Linked DNA regions of Mus musculus: region 1 is linked to region 2. The links are chromatin contacts, called in public HiChIP or PLAC-seq maps. All regions are on one chromosome and are shown on one strand. The core of a region is the stretch at or near the end of the contact, and the rest is flanking DNA. Distances in the headings are between cores, read along the strand shown.

Region 1 (7,009 bases), core at 175-2,674, 210 kb after region 2:
AGGATAAAGAAACCCTGTCACAGAAGAAGAAAAAAAAAATCTGATTTAAGATTTGGTGACTTTGCCGGGCAGTGGTGGCGCACACCTTTAATCCCAGCACTTGGGAGGCAGAGGCAGGCGGATTTCTGAGTTTGAGGCCAGCCTGGTTTACAGAGTGAGTTCCAGGACAGCCAGGGCTACACAGAGAAACCCTGTCTTGAAAACAACAACAACAACAAAAAAAACAAAAAACAAAAAAAAAGATTTGGAGACTTAAATGTAGTCTCGGGGTGTGGCTCAGTGATGGCAAATGTTTAGATGTACAAAACCTGGCTTAGTCACTCACTGTTCTACTGCTGTGAAAAAACACCGTGACCAAGGCAACTTATAAAAGAAAGCATCTGATTGGGAAGTTTGCTTACAGTTTCAGATGGTGAGTCCACGGCCATCATCGTGGGGAGCACCGCTCTGGAACAGTAGCTAAGAGCTTACACCTGACCCACAAGCAGAAGAGAGAGACTGGTCCACCTTCAGTGACACACCCCCTCCACCAAAGTCACACCTCCTAATCGGTCCCAAACCTAGTAGTTCCACTAACCAGAGACTAAGCATTCGAAAAATATAAGCTTATAGGAGCCATTCTCAAACAAACCGTCACAAGCTCACTGTGATTACCAGCACTTCAAAAAAAGACACACTTCACATCTGTTAAAAGAGTTGCTTGTGTGTGCGGTGTATTTGTAGAATAGACGAATGTAAGTACATGTGTGCACGTGTTAATGGACCTTGCAGTTCACACCAGGTGTCTTCTTTTCTCCATCCCCCTACCCGCCCGCCCCCATGCCCAGGAGTCCTGATATATTAGTTTTAATTAATCAATTTTCCGGTGGACATACGTTTGCAGATTTTTACTATCACAAACACATGAGTGATAACATATATTAGTATGCCGGCAGTCTGAAACATGTTTTTTAATGAGCTTTGAATTCACACAGCCACTCCTGGAAGTAGTGCACTAGTTTCAACACAGGTATAGAATCACGTAGCTAGGTGATTGCATGAAGTTTATGAGAAAGACTCCCAAGATAAAATCCGTTCTAAGTCGGATTTTCCTCATGTCTAAGTAACTAAGGACAATACAGACTAGACTGGCTCTAGTCTGCGAAGTTCATTAGTGCCAGAGAAGGATCTGATGTCTATTTCTACCAGAGTAATCTTCAAGCCTGGGAAAGTGTTTGAAAATAACAAAGTCTTCGGTTAAGGGTATTGGCACAGAGAATTAGAACACAACCATTTCAACAAGGTCATGAAGTTGATCCAGTATGGCGGATGGGTTAGTGCGAGGTAGCACCTGTGATAGGAAAGGAGCAGGGGTCGCTCTCCAGGCATTGCCTCCCGCTCCGCCTGTGCTTCAGCGCTCCCTCTGGCCCAGGCTGCCTTCAGGGTTCCTAACCGGGCTTTCTAATGCCGAAAGCCGGTGTTCCGAGATCTACCTCTCCGGGAACCCCAGCTCCGGCACACTTTTCTCTTAGGGGGTTCCTGAAGTCCCAAGGTTGGGACTCATAATTTTCCATGTATTGACGCTCACCTTGCCCCAGTCTGTTCTAAATCTCAGACTTTTATTTGCCCGTCGGTTTGTCCATCCGGCTTTGGAGCTGAAGTTGGAGGAGGGCAGCTAACATCCGGTTGCACGGAGGCACGGATACTGGGCTCAGGAGAGCTGAAGCGCCGCTGGCCCACCCGGACCTGGCGATCCTTTCGGGTCCCCTGCGGTGGTCGTGCAGTCACGTGGCCCGAGGACGCGTGGCGGAGTGGGGTGAGCCTCTGAAGGGGCGCGCGGGCTGCGCAGCGGAAGGTTCGATCCTTGGGACGGATGCGCAGAGTGCCAGCGTCAGGCCAGGACACCGGGAACCCGCGGTGGGGAGGGTATGGAGCCGAGCTGCCCAGGAGTGGAAACTGCAGGTGGTGGTCAGACTAGCAATAGGGCTCCTTTCCCCACATAGAGCCAGCCATTAATGGTCTGACACCGAAGAATACCGATTTCAAAAACTCTGTTTCTGTCTTTTCTTGCTATTATTTAACTATTAGTTTTGAGCCATAAAGCTGTAACGCACTAAATGCTATGCAATATCCTGGTTTCAATATCTTGAAACAAAAAGGAACGAACAAAAGCCCTCGAGAAAAACAGGAAATCTACGGAAGTGTGTGGTTTAGTTTAACCTGCGCTGGTGTCTTTGTCTCAATTTTTGATAAATGTACCCTGATGCTAACTTTAGAGGAATTTAAGTGACGGGCATAGAGGTCTAAATCTTTGCAACTTATTGTAAATCTAAAATTATTCTAAAGCTAAAAGTTAATATATACAGCCCACAGCAAAGAGAAGCGGCTCATGGTTCACCAAGGAGGGTTTATGTTAGTTTTTTCCCCACCAAGCCGGACAGGACAGGAAGTAGGTAGCTGTTTGATCAACTTGTTTGCTAAAAGCAAAGTTGTCAGGCTGGTGGGGGTAGATCCTGCTGCCTAAGTTTTTCCCTTTGGAATGTGTCCTCTCTCATTTCGCTTCAACAAATATCTTGGAGAATCTGTTAGATGTGAGCAAATGAGACATACCTTTATTGGAGCCATGGAATGTGTTAGGGTAAGAGAGGGACATCCTTAGATCTGTTTAAAAAGTATTGACTCAGCACGGTGTGTAGGGTGGCTCTGTTGGTTCAGGCCAGAAGTTATCATAAATTCAACTAGGAAATTCAAGTGCAAAGGATATGATTTGGGGAGATATTTGTGAGACTTGAAGACTTGGGGATTAAAGGCATGTGAGGATCAAAGAGAAAGGGGGAAATTGATTCCAAATTTACTTGATGCTTTTGAAACATAGATGACACATTTGACAAAATAGAGAACCCTAGAAGAGACCCGGATTGGGAGTGGGGAAAGAAACGAACTTGGTTTCAGTTGTATTAGGATTGTAGGCAGAATGTCCGGCTGGAAACGTGTGTTTAAGAGTGGTAACAGTGGAAGGCAGCCTATCCAGGAGGAGCCAGAAGAGAAGGAGCCTTGGAAGGCACAGAGGTGGCCCTCCTGGCAAAAGGGCAGGAGCTGCTTTGTTGCTTGGTTGAGAAGCCCTGGTGTCCCAGAGAGCAGATGTGGGAAGTTAAAGTGTCAGAGCTCCTACAGAGGCTTTGGGGGTGGGGCTAAATCTTGGCGTTAGCAATCAGCAGGTCACTATTTTTCAGTTATTTTAGTGAAAAATAGGAATATTGCTGACAGTCTATTCATGCTTGCCCTTCCCCAAGTGTCCAGAGGACCAGACAGGGATGGATATGATTTCTAGTCCTGGCTATACTGACCGGTTATCTGTGTTATTTGGGCAAGTCATGTATTCTTGGATTAGGAAAAATATCTCTCAACAAAATCAAAAGAACCCTTTTATGTCTAGAAATATTAATAGGGTGGAGGAATGTTCCATGGAATATGCTTTGCAAAATGCTGATACATAAACAGAAGTTTAATACTCTAAAAAATTTTTTTTTTAATTTATATGTTGTAATCTCACTTAAAAAGTAGATAAACTGGTACACAAATTCTTCCCTTTCCTGAGGGGATGCGATCTTACTATGTCGCCCAGGTTGGTCTCAGCTGGTATTCTTCTTCAGCCTCTTGAGTGCCTTGTCATATATACCACCAAGTCTGCTTAATAGTGAAATTCAACGTATTTATTTGATTACTGTAGCTGAGAATGAGAAGAAGCCAGAAGATTAGAGCAAACTGCCAGAGTCAGTTTGAGGCCAAGCAGAACAAATCAGGGAGAAGCTGAGAGAAGCCAGATTGAATCAGTCAGTTTGGAGAGGAGTTTGAGCCAGAACTGACTTGGATCAGGCAGCAAGAGTTCAGAAAGAACTAGGAAAGGTGAGCATAGTCAGCAGTAAGTCTCCAAGATGACAATTACATCTGCCAAATAAAAGAGAGATTTACATCTTGTACCCTACCCATGGTTCACCGAATGACACTGTCCAGTCATTAGACCTAAATTCATTTTTGAGCCAATGACTCTTATCAGGCTAGAGATCAGACATCGAGGCCACACTTTCTACAACCTGCTCTTTCCCTGATTAATATCGGACATATTAAACTCACTGGGAGGCTTGTGATTCTAAGAAGTCATGTGTCCCCAAAGTGAAGTTTAATTCTTACCATCACATATGAATACTACATGGCCAGTGCCCATCAAAGTTACATTTAAAAAAATTTTTTAAAAAACAACAACAACAAAAAAAAAAAAAGCCGGGCATGGTGGCGCACGCCTTTGATCCCAGCACTCTGGGAGGCAGAGGCAGGCGGATTTCTGAGTTCGAGGCCAGCCTGGTCTACAAAGTGAGTTCCAGGACAGCCAGGGCTACACAGAGAAACCCTGTCTCGAAAAAACAAAAACAAACAAACAAAAAAAAACTAAAAAAAAAATTAGAGCTGGACCGGACAGTATTGGCATACACCTTTAATCCCAGAACTCAGGAGGCAGAGGAAAGTAGATCTCTGAGTTCAAGGCCAGTCTAGTCTACAGAGTGAGTTTCAGGACAGCCAATGCTACACAGGGAAATCCTGTCTTGAAAAAAAAATTAAAGAGGGATGTAGCTTAGGGGAAATTGTGCTTACCCTTCATGTACAAGGCCTTAGGTTCAATTTCCAAACTAAACAAAACAAAACTAAACAAAACCAACAGAGTACCAGGGCATAGGAAAACTCATTCTTTATATTCAGCACCCAATAGCAAGACAACTCATGATGCTGAATATATGAATACATGTGGTACATTAACAGATGTTCCTGAACTGGGCATGGTGGTGCTTGCCTATAATCCCCAACTCAAAAGGCAGAGCTAGGAGTTTGGCCGAAAGTTTAAGGCCACCTGAGCTACATGGTGAGTACCCAGGCCAGCCAGAGCAACATAGGAAGACCCTGCTAAAAAGATAAAAGAATTGTGTGGATATGGCAAAGCACAAGTGTTATCCTAGCACTCGAGAGAGGGTCCAGAAGAGACCACCAACTCAAGGTCAGCCTGGGCCACGTTGTGAGTTCCAGAGCAACTGGGCTCAGAAAACAAAAATCAACCGTAACAAATTCTTAAACTGATTGCTAATGCAGTTACCCAGGAGGTAGAGTCAGGAGGCCTGCAGGTTAGAGGCCAGTCTGCACTACACAGTGAATGAAGTCAACCTGGACTGTATAACAGGGTCCTCTTCTCAGAGAGCAAATCAGCTTTGTCTAACTCTACGGTTAGCCACACCTTCCTCGCAGAAACCTCCTTCCCCTCTGTATTGACCAGATCTGTCTTCCTTGTTGCTGAACATCTAGACTTGACCGTGTCTCTTTTTTTTTCTTCTTCTTGTTTGTTTTTGGTCTCTGGGGATTGAACCCAGGGCTTCATATATTCTAGGCAAATTTTCTGTCAGTGAACTTCATTCTTAGTGAAGGCCCAAGATTGCATTTATCAGGGCTGGAGAGATGGCTCGGCAGGTAAGAGCCCTGACTGATCTTCTGAAGGTCCTGAGTTCAAATCCCAGCAACCACATGGTGGCGCACAACCACCCATAATGAGATCTGATGCCCCCTTCTGGTGTGTCTGAAGTCAGCTACAGTGTATGATAATAATAAATAAATCTTTTTTTAAAATTGCATTAAAAAAACAAAACAAAACAAACAAACAAACAAAAAACGAGCTGGGCATGGTGGCACACGCCTTTAGACCCAGCACTCGGGAAACAGAGGCAGGCAGATTTCTGAGTTCGAGGCCAGCCTGGTCTACAAAGTGAGTTCTAGGACAGCCAGGGCTATACAGAGAAACCCTGTCTCGAAAAAAAAAAAAATTGCATTTATCAAGCAGGAGGCTATAGTGGGGGTAAGTGTAGTCCCCCAAGACAATTTTTTGGTTCTATAAATAATTCCCTATCTACCATGACAAGTAAGTCAAAATAGATTAAAAACAAGCAGGGTTTTATGTATCTCAGGCTGTATATATCATGTATCTCCAGATAGTATGTGGCAAAGGATGACCTTGAATTTCTAATCCTCCTGCCTCTACCTTTTGAGTGGCGTGTACAGCCATGCCAAATTCATGGAGCTCTGGGAGTCCAACCCAGGGCCTTCTGCAGGCTGTGCAAGCAGTCTGCTAACCGAGCTGCATGTCCCGCCCCCAGATGTGCTTTTACCAGAAATACCGTGCCTTTTAAACAGGGATGTCACGTAATACAAACTGAAAAAGAATGAAGGTAGTCAGTCCTGTGCTGTGTTTCTCTACACAGCCGCTTTAGACTTTTATTTTCCGTTCTGCAAGTTCTGAGAACTCGGAATACTGTGATCCTGTGATCTACAACAGTGGGAGACTGTTAACCTGTCACCAGGCATGAGACCTCCAAGGCCCATCCCCACCTCTTGTTAGCTGTTAATGATAATAGTGTCTCAAAGCAGGCTGTTTATGAGGAGTAAATAGAATCTGAGTAAAGATTTACCACAATCTGGGCGGTGGTAGGGTACGCTTTTAATCCCAGCACTTGGGAGGCAGAGGCAGGTGGATTTCTGAGTTTGAGGCCAGCCTGTCTCGGAAAAAAAAAAAAAAGATTTACGACAGAGAGTCAGTCAGTCCAGTTTTCCTTGTATGCTTTATGTTTGTTTGTTTGTTTGTTTGTTTGTTTTTGGTTGTTGTTGTTTTTCGAGACAGGGTTTCTCTGTATAGCCCTGGCTGTCCTGGAACTCACTTTGTAGACCAGAAATCCACCTGCCTCTGCCTCCCAAGTGCTGGGATGAAAGGCATGCACCACCACGCCCGGCAGTTTTTGTTTTTTTTTTTTTAAAGATTTATTTATTATATGTAAGTACACTGTAGCTGTCTTCAGACACACCAGAAGAGGGCATCAGATCCCATTACAGATGGCTGTGAGCCACCATGTGGTTGCTGGGATTTGAACTCAGGACCTTCGCTAGAGCAGTCAGTGTTCTTAACCACTGAGCCATCTCTGCAGCCCATGCTTTAGGTTTT
Region 2 (7,070 bases), core at 795-3,294:
CAGAGCCCACAGTCCATCTTGTAATAACCTCTCCCCAGAGAAGAGTTAAACAAATGAGTCCTCTGTCTTGTAAATCTGAACCCACAAGAACGGTTAAGGCACTAAGAGTACTCCCCAGCAGGCTAACTAGCCCTGTGGTCCTTTGTTTCTTCATATAGCCTAGGAACCCAAAACTCCCTGACTTTCTCCTAAACCCTGTAACTTACTGAAGGTCTGGAGATTCCACTAACATATTTCCCAAACGGCTGGTAGTGCCCTTCTTTCTCCACATTCAGGATGCTGCTTCATGGTGTAAATTTTCTAACCATTACAGAGATGGACCTGGACATGGGTATAAGGAGGAAGCTGTGTCATAATCTTGCAAAAATGCTTACTGCTCTTTTTAGTGAATAGCTGAAGCTCTGCTTTTTTCAACAAATGTTTTGTCTCTGAAAAAATGCAATTTGGGCATATTCACCACATACTCCTCCCAGATCCATCCTTAACCCTCAACTTTGTGTCTTTTTTAAAAATAATTCAAGTCTAATTTGTACTACCATATACTCCTGGTAACACCCAATGGAATGTGGTCCGCCTAACAGTGGACATACTCCATACGCTTAAGGGAAACTGACTCTCCCCTTCATGTTTCCTTTCTTGAAACAGATCTCGTATACAGTAGCTCTAGTTGTCTTGAGACTTGCTATATAGACAGGCTAGCCTCAAACTAAGATATCGAACTGTCACTGTCTCTGTCTCTGCCTCTCCAATGTTGGGATTGAAGGAGTATGCCACCATACCCAGCTCATACTGTGTCTCTTTAAAGGGAAAGGGATGCTGAGGTCAAACAACTTACACAACTAAAAAGGATTACAACAGAACCTGAGAACTAGTAAAAAGAAGAGATGCTTTTTTGTCTGTTTTCTTTTTTTTTGAGACAGTCTCTCTAGATAGACGCTGGCTGTGCTGGAACTATGTAGACCAGGCCTGCCTTTGTTTCCCAAGTGTTAGGATTAAAGACATGTGTCACTACACTGTCATAGGACAAAATATGTCTTTGGGGAATAAATATGTAAATTTTGACATTTTAGAATTGTATCTTTCATTTCTTGTTTTGTTTTGGTTTTTTTGGCACAAGATCTTACCTTAACTCAAGATGACCCTGAACTGGAGGCAACTGCCTTGTCTCAGCTTTCCAAATGCTGTAATTGCAGGAGTTCACCATCTTACCTAGATCATCTTTTATTTATCTTTTCCCTACAGCACATGTGTGGATGCCAGAGGGCAACTTGCAGCAATCACTTTCCTCCTACCTTGTGAGCCCCAGAAACTGAACTCAGGTCACTGGGCCTAGTGGCATTTGCCTCTGAGCCCTTTCGTCAGCCATTATCCTTTTCTGGATGTTAGTAATTTGGTCTTCTATTTTATTGATCAATCTACTTCAAGATTTATAAATTCTGTTGATCTTTTATTTAGACTTAATGATTTGTACTAGTTCCCAGTATTTCTTTTGATTATATTATTTTTACTCACTTAAATATATAGCATATACTACATTTTGAATGTTACTATGATTAAAATTTAAAAAAAGAGAAATCTTAAATGGACCTTAAAGGAATGAAGAGCCAAGAAAGTGGTAAATACATTACATCTTAACAAACAGTAACTGATTAAAGCATATTAATGTCTTGTGTAACAGAAAAAGAATGAGATATATAATAATTATATTTGAGGAAGGAGTCAAATGAATGAAGGTTCTTTTGATCCTTTTACTGTCTGTGGGGGAGGAAGGGACATATTAACTTTGGTTGTCGTGCTGTATGATGATCAGAGGGAAGCTCCTGACGCCGCCTTCTCGATCCCCTTGAGCCCTGTCTTCTCAGAGCTGAGGCTTACCTTCTCTACTCCAGCACTGCTGCCCTGGCTCAGCTTCCTTTGCTGACAGGAGTCCAACCTGAAGTCACCAAGCCTACCTGTCCTGATTTGTCACTGTACCTTTCAGAGCTGTATACAATACCACACTATTAAAATGAGAACCAGGCATGTAGTTCAGATGGGAGAGTGCATGACTCACAAGTATACACCCTCGGGTTTCATTCCCAGCATCACATAAAACTAGGTGTGGTGGCTCACACCAGCAAGATGGCTCAGCAGATAAAGGAGTTTGCTGCCAAACCTGACACCCTGAGTTCCATGCCTGGACCTACATGGTGGAGGCTGAAACTGTTAGCTCTAAGTTGTCTTCTGACCTCCAACATGCAAGGGAAGGCAAGCATGCACCACCTCCACCTCCACACACGACAGACAGACAGACAGACAGACAGACAGACAGACAGATAGACTGACTATTTTTCTCTCCCTTCTCTAGGCTGCTCAGAGATGTTTCCTTGTGGCCCTCTTTATAACTGCACATTCCAAGAAGGCACATTTGCCAGGAAGTGCCTGCATCTACTCACAGCTTGAGGCCACCATGCTAACACACTGGACCACACAGTATTTCCCCTTGCATTTTCCCTGTTCTTCCTCAACACCAATCCCCAGGTGGCACCTCTCAAATGAAGTAACAATACTTTATCTTTGCCTTATGTTATTTTCTAGGGAACTCAAGTTTAGAAATTCCACTAAAGAATAAAAACAACATACAAGTTTCTAACTAATTAGGAAAAATTTAGAACGTTTAAAAATACAATTCAGAAGATGCAATGGTTTAAACCAATACCACAATGTATAGTTTGACTCCCCAAAGAATCAGTGGTTACATGTACACTTGAATATAAGGGTACTAAGTATATTTAATATTAATATGTACTACATATTAATTTAATTTATATACTAAGTGTAAATGGACTAAGTGCTTTAATTAAAAGATAAAAATTGTCAGACTAAATGACAAGAATATGAAGGGTTTAGGACTAATTCAGGATAGAATGCTTATCTAGCATACAGGAGACTGTTTAAACTACAGCACTCAAGGAAAAGAAAGGAAAATGTGCACATTTGACATGAGTCCCTAATACATGACCCCTTCCCCAAGAAAGTACACACTTAGTGAAAGAACACCAAAATAATATATTATGAAGTTACAAGAAGGAAATAGGAAATTAAAGACCCAAGTTTGATTACCATTCTCTCTCTCTCTGTGTCTCTCTTTGTGTGTGTCTCTGTCTATGTCTCTATCTGTCTCTGTCTCTCTCTGTCTCTGTCTCTCTCTGTGCTAGGGATGGACACTAGGCCCTTACACACACTAAACATGTGCTCTTATGCTGAGAAACACACCCAGCTTCTACTTCTGTAATCTTTAAACAAGACTTCTCTCAATGATTATGAAAAAGTAAATTCCCTTTGAAGCATTGCGACAATATTCATCGTAACCTTATCAAGCATGGAAATGAAATCTAAAACTGGGACTATCCCCTCTGACAATGAGTTTAGGTCTTTGTTCTGATTTCACTTCTGTTGAGGTGATAAGATGTTCCAACAGAAAGCAAAACAAAGGGGGGAAGGGTTTGGCTAAAATTCCAGTCCTTAACAGCAAGGAGGTCACCAGTTGGGAAGCTTGAGCCAGCCAGTCACACCATACCCATGGTCAAAATCAGACAGAAATAAATGCACCCATGCTCCTGCTAGCTTGCTCATCAAGCTAATTCAGAACTCCATGCCAGAGAATGGGTCTTCCTGCATCAATTAGCAAGATAATTCTACATCTATACATGACTACAGGGCAAGCTGATCTAGATAACTCCCCAAATGAGGCTCTCTCCTGAGGTGATTCTGTATTTCAACAAGGTGACAATTGGGGGTGCCTAGTCTTGAAATGCTAAGTTTAGTTGATATACATAGGAGTCCTGCCCTTTCTGAATATAAATGGAGTAGATGTGAATTGGGGGTGGGTGGGGGGGGACTCGAGGAGAGAATTCGGGGGTGGGGCTGGGAGGAGAGAAGGGAGGAAAAACTTGGGTCAGAGATATAAAAGAGAATAAGAAAAAATTTTAAAAACTAGCTACCACAGTCTCTAATACATCCTGGTGACTTTTATTTCTTCTTCCTTTTTTTGTTTGTTTGTTTGGTTTTACTTTTTTGAGACATTTCTCTGTATAGGCCTGGCTGTCCTGGAACTTATACTCTGTAGACCAGGCTGTCCTTGAACTCACAGAGATCCACTTGCCTCTGCCTCCCAAGTGTTAGGATTAAAGGTGTGTGTCATCGCAGACTGGCTCTGGTAACTTTTCAAGAGGAGACATTCAAAGTCTTTCTTCTAAGCATGGTAGGAGTAGGAGATAAAGACTATTCTGACTGTGCTAGAAACATATCTTACAAGGAAAAAAGACAGCAGTTACCTGTAACAGGAGAAACTTTTACCAGCTACACTTCATACAAGGGGCAAATTTCTGGAATTTACAAAGAATTGCAGAAAATACTAAGGGAATAAAAACTGCCAGTCAACAAACTGGCAAATAAACAGAAAGGACAGTCTGAAATATAAAAACAAAAACAAAAAAAGTGGCCATTGAAACAAGGGCTCAGACCTTAGTAGGCCCTGAGACCTCAGCACAACTGACTCCATGATAGAAGTGCCATTCGGGTCATACCCTCAGCACTTAAGACAGCACCATCTGCCAAAACTGAAACAAAGGCCTCATCCATCAAACTCCATTTAGTCCTGGGAAAGTCTCAAAATACACTATTTCGTTTCTCCAGTTCTGCTTCTGGGTCTCGTTAACTGAAGTATGTCAATCCACAACATGGTTTTTGTGCTTAAAAGATCATCCTGAAAAAGGCTCAGTGCTACACTGGGATCCTGAGCACCCATTTGTGTACCCAGCCGGGTAATAAAAACTTAAACCCACGTCTGAGCAGTCTCCTCTGGTGAATATCCCACAGAGCCATAAATATTTTTTATTAAAAAGTGTTCAATATCCCTAGCCATCAGGCAAATGCTGAGATACCATCTAACCCCAGGAGGGCTACCATCAGTAAATCTAACAAATGCTGAAAATGATATAGACAGAAAGAAACCCATACTCACTGTTGGTAATGGTGCAAACTAATACAGACACTGTGGGATTGAGTTTGGATAGTCCTCAAAAAGTTACAAAAAGAAGCCTGACGTGGTGGTACACGCCTTTAATCTGAGCACTCAGTAGGTAGATCTCTCTGAGTTGAAGGCCAGCCTGGTCTATAAAGCTGAACAGGTTCCAAAAGAGCCAGAGAGACCCTGTCTTAAAAAAAATAAAAATAGGCCTACTGTATGATTCCATTATTTTACTCCTCACTATAGCCAGAGAACTCTGGACCTTACCAGAGAGACATTTCCCACGTTTACTATTGCTTTATTCGCTAGAGCAAAGAATTAGAATCAACTTTCCTGCCCATCAACATATGAATGGATAATGACAATGTGATACACAAATAAAAATGGACTACTATTCAGCTCTAAATGAAAATATGATTACGCCAGGCAATGATGGTGCACAATTTAACCCTAGCACTCAGGAGGCAGAAGCAGGCAGATCTCTAAGTTCAAGGCCAGCTTAGTCTATGTGAATTCCAGGACAGCAAACCCGCCACCCCTACTACCCCAACACAAACAGCCAAAAAAAAAAAAAAAAAAAAAAAAAAAAAAAGCAAAAGCAAAGTGATTGCAACATTTGCAGAAAAATAGATCAATCCAGAATGTATAATATTAAGTGAGGCCACATGACCGCAGAAAAAGGTGCATGCTCTTCATATGCAGAATACAGTCAATAATATATGTGTATAAACAAATGTATAAGTGGAGGCAGTACAACATACAGGAAAGAAGAAAGCCTAAGTCTTAGAGGATGCGGAAGGACTGCAAGTAGGAAATGAATTGAAAGCTAACTGTCTCTAGTTCCAACTGACAGGGATTTTTTTTTTTAAGTTTGAGTAGTGGATATGTGCATAAAAATGATTTCAAGAGTTAAATATAAATCCAGTGTGAGGCTCTATAGCTTCTGTTCCAACTAGCTATTCAAATTGTAAAGAAGTTCACTGACTTGTACAGTCTTTGGGTCTGTTTTGTTTTGTTTTGTTTTTAGAGGGGGTATTTATTTGCAATGCTCTTTTATAATAAAAAAAATTGTTTTTAATTTAAAAGCAATTTAAAAAAAGAACCACTGAGTCTAGACTCAGTGTATGTGAATCCTAAGAAAAACATCCAGTAGACTGGGCTCTGGTCACTTAACTCCGTGTGTGTGTGTGTGTGTGTGTGTGTGTGTGTGTGTGTGTGTTGTATTCTTTCGTGTGAATGCATGTTTGTTTGTTTTTTTAAAGAGCATTTTTTGGGATGATGTCAGTTAGCAAAATGAACAAAGATGTGCAGGTGAAAGCACTGACTAACCAAAAGTTAATAGAAATCTAAATTACTTGAGTGTGGCTGGAAGGATGAGATGAAGGTGCACTATACAGAGGTAATTAAAGGAAAAGGCCTGGAACACGGTCCTGTGGATGACTTGGTAGCTGAAATCACTCCAAAAGGCAGAGCCCTGGTACCTGACAGTGTAAAGGAGGAACTCCTACAGAGAACAGAATATCCCTTGTTCAACATACCAGGTAATGTAAGGGTGGACTAGAATGTGCTGTTCTGTGGATTTATTTCTGAAAGTAAAACTTGCTGTAATTAGAAATTGATTTCCCAAAATAAAGTCTTGTTTTTTGTATGATAGAATACAGTTTTCAGTTTTTAAAAAAAAAAAAAAAGCATATTTTGGAGCTGGACAAATGGCTCAGTGATTAAGAGTATTTGCTGCTCTTGCATAGGTCCTGGGTTCAGTTCCCAGCACCCATACTGGCAGTTTACAACTGCCTTTTAATTCCACTTCCAGGAAATCTGATGCCCTCTCTTGACCCCTGTGGGTAGCTATACTTAGGGTAAACAAACTCATGTAGACACTCACACATGCATGTAAATAAAAATCTAAAATGAAAAAAAACTGAGATTATGACATCAATTTAATCATTACAAGTAATATCTATATATGTGTGTGTGTGTGTGTGTGTATACACACACACACTAATGAGTTAGAATAAAAATGGCTCAAAATAACAGAAAACAAAGTTAATTAAATTTT

What was found. HiChIP or PLAC-seq counts read pairs in DNA pulled down with a chosen protein or histone mark.
Region 1: a FOXA1 HiChIP or PLAC-seq map of pancreatic cancer cells shows a contact between it and region 2. The contact joins the promoter of Ccdc125 here to the enhancer-like site in region 2. A contact is called at or near these places in 4 of 39 promoter capture datasets (the HPC-7 cell line, HPC-7-derived erythroid cells, hippocampal neurons and 1 more), 7 of 115 datasets of contacts at active chromatin or transcription factors (embryonic forebrain, embryonic stem cells, extraembryonic endoderm stem cells and 2 more) and 4 of 9 other capture datasets (adipose tissue, embryonic stem cells, liver and 1 more).

The regions. Positions count from the first base shown.
Region 1 is chr13:100,668,057-100,675,065 of GRCm38.p6, forward strand. Ccdc125 (coiled-coil domain containing 125) reads left to right here and starts at 1,425. Exons shown (of 12, transcript NM_183115.5): 1 at 1,425-1,795.
Region 2 is chr13:100,461,642-100,468,711 of GRCm38.p6, forward strand. Gtf2h2 (general transcription factor II H, polypeptide 2) reads right to left here. Exons shown (of 16, transcript NM_022011.4): 16 at 6,936-7,070. Among named protein-coding and RNA genes, the nearest start is that of Naip1, 12 kb to the left of the region's middle. Within about 2 kb of position 2,045, at least 34 of the 459 cell types and tissues checked have an H3K27ac peak or open chromatin away from gene starts, as enhancers often do. A contact at or near this core is called in pancreatic cancer cells, where this site is marked.